Linked DNA regions of Mus musculus: region 2 is linked to region 1. A link is a contact called in public HiChIP or PLAC-seq data. All regions are on one chromosome and are shown on one strand. The core of a region is the stretch at or near the end of the contact, and the rest is flanking DNA. Distances in the headings are between cores, read along the strand shown.

Evidence for each region. HiChIP or PLAC-seq counts read pairs in DNA pulled down with a chosen protein or histone mark.
Region 2: an H3K27ac HiChIP or PLAC-seq map of extraembryonic endoderm stem cells shows a contact between it and region 1. The contact joins two enhancer-like sites. A contact is called at or near these places in 2 of 484 Hi-C or Micro-C datasets (extraembryonic endoderm stem cells and stem cell-derived neural stem cells) and 4 of 115 datasets of contacts at active chromatin or transcription factors (differentiating embryonic stem cells, embryonic fibroblasts, extraembryonic endoderm stem cells and 1 more).

The regions. Positions count from the first base shown.
Region 1 is chr5:38,843,906-38,846,605 of GRCm38.p6, reverse strand. All of the region lies in intron 2 of Clnk (cytokine-dependent hematopoietic cell linker), which reads left to right. Among named protein-coding and RNA genes, the nearest start is that of Clnk, 31 kb to the left of the region's middle. Within about 2 kb of position 1,440, at least 17 of the 459 cell types and tissues checked have an H3K27ac peak or open chromatin away from gene starts, as enhancers often do. A contact at or near this core is called in extraembryonic endoderm stem cells, where this site is marked.
Region 2 is chr5:39,622,971-39,625,670 of GRCm38.p6, reverse strand. The region is part of intron 1 of Hs3st1 (heparan sulfate (glucosamine) 3-O-sulfotransferase 1); the gene reads left to right. Among named protein-coding and RNA genes, the nearest start is that of Hs3st1, 20 kb to the left of the region's middle. Within about 2 kb of position 1,285, at least 58 of the 459 cell types and tissues checked have an H3K27ac peak or open chromatin away from gene starts, as enhancers often do. A contact at or near this core is called in extraembryonic endoderm stem cells, where this site is marked.

The DNA.
Region 1 (2,700 bases), core at 191-2,690:
AAGTTTTTATAGTACTTTCTAGACAGTCAAGGATTTTAAGTATATACCCAAATAGCAACATAATCTTTGGTCGTTCTTCTTTATATCTCAAACTAACTGCAGCCAGGCAGTGGTGGTGCACGCCTTTAATCCCAGCACTCGGGAGGCAGAGGCAGGTGGATTTCTGAGTTCGAGGCCAGCCTGGTCTACAAAGTGAGTTCCAGGACAGCCAGGGCTACATAGAGAAACCCTGTCTTGAAACCCCACCACCACCAAAAATAAAAAAACAAAAAAACAAACAAACAAACAAAACTAACTGCAAACATCATTTCCATTCAACATTAAAATCTCAGTCTGAAATTTGCTGTACTGAGGTCTATTATGAAAAATAAACACAAATTAGAAAAAATACTTTTCATATTAAAATAAAACTTCAAATGGCTTTTAAAATGATAGCATAACCTCAGGGACAGATAACCTCAGGGTAGCACTGTTTTGTTTTGTTTTGTTTTGTTTTGTTTTGTTTTGTTTTGTTTTCTCAGAATTATCATTTTCCCATGTTCTCTTGATGCTGATACAAAGTTTGTTGTTTTTAATAAGACATTTATTTCTTTTCCATCTCAATACTGTTCCCTTTGTATTTGATTTTCTTGCTGTATTGTTGGATTGAAGTAAGAAAACTCATTTCAGAGACAGAAGCTTAAAAATGAAAGCTTTATTTTCTGAGCTTGCAGGGAAGTGGCCAGTTCAAGATCTGAAGTCCCTGACGGGAGATTGTACCACATTTTTATAGGACGGGAACACAAAGCAAGTGAGAGAGGGGTGAACTGCTGCACTGATCAATCATATGTTGACACAAGGGATTAAGCAAGGAAGTTAACATTGGTGGCTGGACCTTATCTGGGTCACCTGGTTTCAGGGTCCTTGAGTCAGCTTTTACAGCCTGACCCCCTCCTGGATTCTGACCTGGAATTTAGAATGATAAGGGAACAAAGGAGTGGCGAGTTGCATGTAGTCAATTAAGTCAAGACAGGCAGCACATTTATGACTTTCATGCCTTAGTTTAGATAATGGGGTCACAGCATCTCTTTCTATCCTTTACTGCTTAGCAGACAAACACGAAACATCTGAAGAAGCAGGACAGGGGTTGGGTTCCAGGGCCTGGGAACAGGAGCTCAGTTTTTATCCGGCCAACAAAGTGGAACTTGTTTCTTGTATCACCACAATGAACATAGATGGCATTACTTGTTATTAATCTAGATTTTTATGCATAGGACATCTTGACTTCCTCTTCTAAACACTTTATTCCCTCTTCTCATTTCTCACTCACCAACTCCCACAACTCTAGTTAGATAACAGTAACTTTTTTCATCTAAATTCCGTAGCTGAGCCTCAGCTGTTTATTAGAGATACCTCACCAGGCTGCCCCCATGGTCCTGCTCAGGAAGGAGGCAGGGAGGGGGAGCTCCCAGAAGAGAATTGTATTTGCTTGCTCAAAAGTGAAAGAAATTACAAGACTTCCTTACACAACTCAGATTGATGGTCTTCAGGTAATCCAGGCTGGAAATGATATGTTTTGTACAATTCGGTGGTATGATGTGACAGGAGTGGGTGCCTTAGTGGGTCCATGCCAAGGCATCCTCCCGAGGTGTCAGCCATACACTGGTCTAGTATAAAAGAAAGTTTATTTGGGACCTGGGAAGGAGGTCTGGGGAAGAGAGTAGAGGCAGAGAAAGAAAGGGGACAAGGACAGAAAGAGAGAGGAGAGAGAAAGAAGGAATGAGACCGGCCAGGAACATATGGGGAGAGAGAAACAGAGAGAGACAGAGACAGAGAGTCAGAGAAAGAAGGGGAAAGGAGATAGAGGCAGGCAGAGAGAGAGACAGACAAAGAGAGAAGAAGAGAGAAGGAAGAGGGAGGGAGGAGAGGGAGGAGAGGGAGGAGAGGGAGGAGAGGGAGGAGAGGGAGGAGAGGGAAGAAAGGGAGGAGGGAGAGGGGGACAGAGAGGGGGGAGAGAGAGAAAGAGAGAGAGAGAGAGAGATCCTACTATAAGTGAGCCAGGCTCCTGCTAAGTAACTGTTGGGCGGAGCCTTAAGTAATTGCTAACAGGAAATCTCTGTGTTTATAAGTTCCTGGTAGAGAAATTTCTCTTAAGCTCTTGAGTTTGAAAGTGCAGAAGGCAGGCTTGTATGAATGAGAGTAGAGCTGCCAGTTCTTGGCTTACGTGAGTTGGCTTACATGAGTACTCAGTCAGCTGTCAATCTACTACTCCAAATTTTTCATGGAGGTGAGGACCCTGCTAGACTGTTCACTCTACTCCCTTTCCACACACTGAGACTACTCCATTACCTCAATGACCTGAGCTTGTTTTAAGTTCCCCGTGTTGTTCCGGGCCATGGAAGTGAAGGGGCCACCCCATTCTCGGTTAAGCGAAGCCAAGGAGAAAGATGACATATCACTATTCGTCTCTTTCTGGGCCCTCCCCTTGATTCACTTGCTTAGATATTTTGGTCTCACTTTGACGAGTTCTTAAATATTTCCAGCTCATAATCAAAAAGTAGGTTTTTTTTTAAAGAAAAAAAAAACTGTTTTGTATCAATGTTTCCAGTCATGGTGTGTGTTTTAATATGAGACAGACAAGAAATGGAGTGAAGACAGTTGAAATTCCATTTTTAAAAAATGTTTTAACAAAATTTAAGGTTAAATAGGAGAAATGATGGC
Region 2 (2,700 bases), core at 36-2,535, 780 kb before region 1:
TACCATGACAGGTAAGGATGTTGGTACATGGATTTTGTGGCTATCATACCACGTGTATCTTGGTATTTCTGGGAAAATATACAGAACCCATGAGTGTTGGCCACATGCAGCGTGAGGGCTGACCCTCTGCCCTGCCCACGAACTTTCCTGCAGCTAAGAAAGTGCCTGCCAGAGGTTGAGGCACAGCTGGAGCACCCTTGCTGCAGCATCCAGCTCCAGCCTCCAATGTGCTGGCAGGCTCCATTTCCCCTCAGCTACGTGGTAATATGAAAGGCCCTGTTCGCTCTCCTGTCACAGGGCTCTGCCGTGTGCTGCCTCTGCCGCTGTGTTTCTGTGTCTAATGAAGGATTTATTTAGGTCATTGCTGCCTTCTGTGCCCAACATGAAGCACAAGGAGAAGGAACGCTGCCCCCCTCCCTTCTCCGGAGCTGCAGCAAGTAGCATCTGCTGTTCTACTTCTGTTGGGGGTGGGGGGCTGGCCGGTGTCTTAGCAAGACCCTGTTCTGTGCTGTCCTCAAACAGAGAGCCTAATCCTGTCTGTGTGCCACTGTCCTTTCTTCCTTGAGCTTCTGTCTGGTTGAATCACTGCAGCAGTTTGGCTCACGAACAAATGCATTTGACTAATTATCATCCTCTAGATCCTATTTATACCACGAAGCATTTTTTAGGGATAAAATTAGATACCATGATTTGAAGGCATGCCATATGAACAGTGTCCTAAACAGCCCATACATACTATTTTATTTAATCCTTACAATATATATATATATATATATATATATATAGGGTCAGTGCTCTTGAGAGTTTCAGAGCTTTCCTGCGGGTTTTAAATTCCAGAGCTGAGGGAGGAACCTAAGGTTTGGCTGGAAATCGTCTCGCTATTTCCAACTTCTTGTTATCTATCATCTTCCTGGAATGACTCCACCTCTGTGGCCAGACTGATCTCTCTCGCTTTGTTGTGTACCAGGATTGCTGTTAATCCTGGGTTTAAAATCCAGCTAAGTCCACCCCAGCGAAAAACAAACAGGGAAACAAAGGACAGCCCCTCCTCAGGCCACCGCACTGAGAATCGTAGTGGGCACTGAGATTCCAGGCCTCTTCCACGGACCCCTCGGTGTCCCTGAGAACTTATGGGCACAAAACTTCACACCTCTCCCCAAACTTTTAGAGTACCATTTTCCTCTTTAACTAGACCTTGTAAAGTTGGCATGTCCTCTCCCACTTGGACGGCTGCAGTACTTCAGATAGTGTGTGACGAACAGCCTGGAGGGCTGGAGAAAAAGCTGGAGTCACTTCCTTCTAACACCTCCTCAGGGTCCTTGCATTCTAATCTTGTGCCTGAAGGGGTGGATGCTGGGATGTGCCTGAAGGGGTGGATGCTGGGATGTTGCTTGACCTCCACCTTCCCTTATGGCAGGAGATAGGATGCTCTGATTCTGCAGGGGCAGCAGGATACCTTCCAGTCCTTGCCAAGCTATGTCTCCCCAGCCCCACCCTCACCTAGATCCTATCCGGTAATGTTCATTATCCAGGTAACCTTTTGTGGATTTGGAGCCTTCCCACATTATGGAGGACTCCAGGGAACTCAGAAAGCTTGGAGGAGCCGCGGCATTCCAAGAGTGTGAATCATTTCGAAGCGAACTTGGGCCCATTTTGACTTGTTTAGCTCAGACAGCAAATGTGCTCCAAGAACACGTATTGACGTTATGTGAGCTGTCCTTCAGTCCTTCCTACCCCGAACCCTTTCCCACTTCATCCTACCTCTCAGCAATTATCATAACTCCAAACAAAACTGAATGTCAGCGTTGGCTGAGGAGTGTCATGTAGAGGCAATTTCAAGAAAATAAATATTTATGGAGGTCTCGAAATACCCATGTCCTTTCACAGACTGACAGGCGTAGACTGAATCTGTTTCCTAGGCCTTGCCTTCCAAGAGGCCCTGCCAGGGATGGAAATTTGACACCGTGGCAACAGACTCTTAAGTCATTGTGCAAAGATGAAAGGGAAGATGTTTTTGACTTTTCAGGATGAACAAATAACCTGATGCTTTCAATTGCTCAGTTTAGTTGTGTGTGTGTGTGTGTGTGTGTGTGTGTGTGTGTGTGTGTGTGTATAATGACAGTCCTGACTGGTGTTGTTCAAACTGTCTGTACTCAGGTTTCAGTACATTCCAGAAAATTAAATCACTCATCACCATGGGAGACTTGAAAGAAGCATTTTTTTGCACAGCAGTTTATTAGAGCCGGTGCCTTCTGCCACCTTCTCTGGCTTTTTCAGGAGTTTATGCCTCTGCCCAGAATATACTTGTACTGTCCACAGTGAAGCTTCCCTTCCAAGATGGGCAAAGGCAAAGCAAGAGCCTTGGACAAGGACCCTGAAGAAAAGTTTTGATGATTCCTGATTCTGTGACCTTGAGGTGGCTAGTTAACCTTAATAACTTACTTTCATAACGGTCAGGGGCAAGAACATCAGGACATTGATGTTTGTGGAGAACCTACTGTGTGCAAGAGATTCACAGTGTTGCATACTTAGCAAAGATGACCTAATACTGACTTCCCACATATGCGGTAGGCTTAGGTCCATTGTGTAGAGTTTGTATAGGAATGGCCCTGAGGCTTAGGACATTCTCCCTGAAGTTTTCCAGGTCCTGCGCCTAAGAATAAAGAATTGAGCATGGGACAGAAGGATCATGGCCTTTCA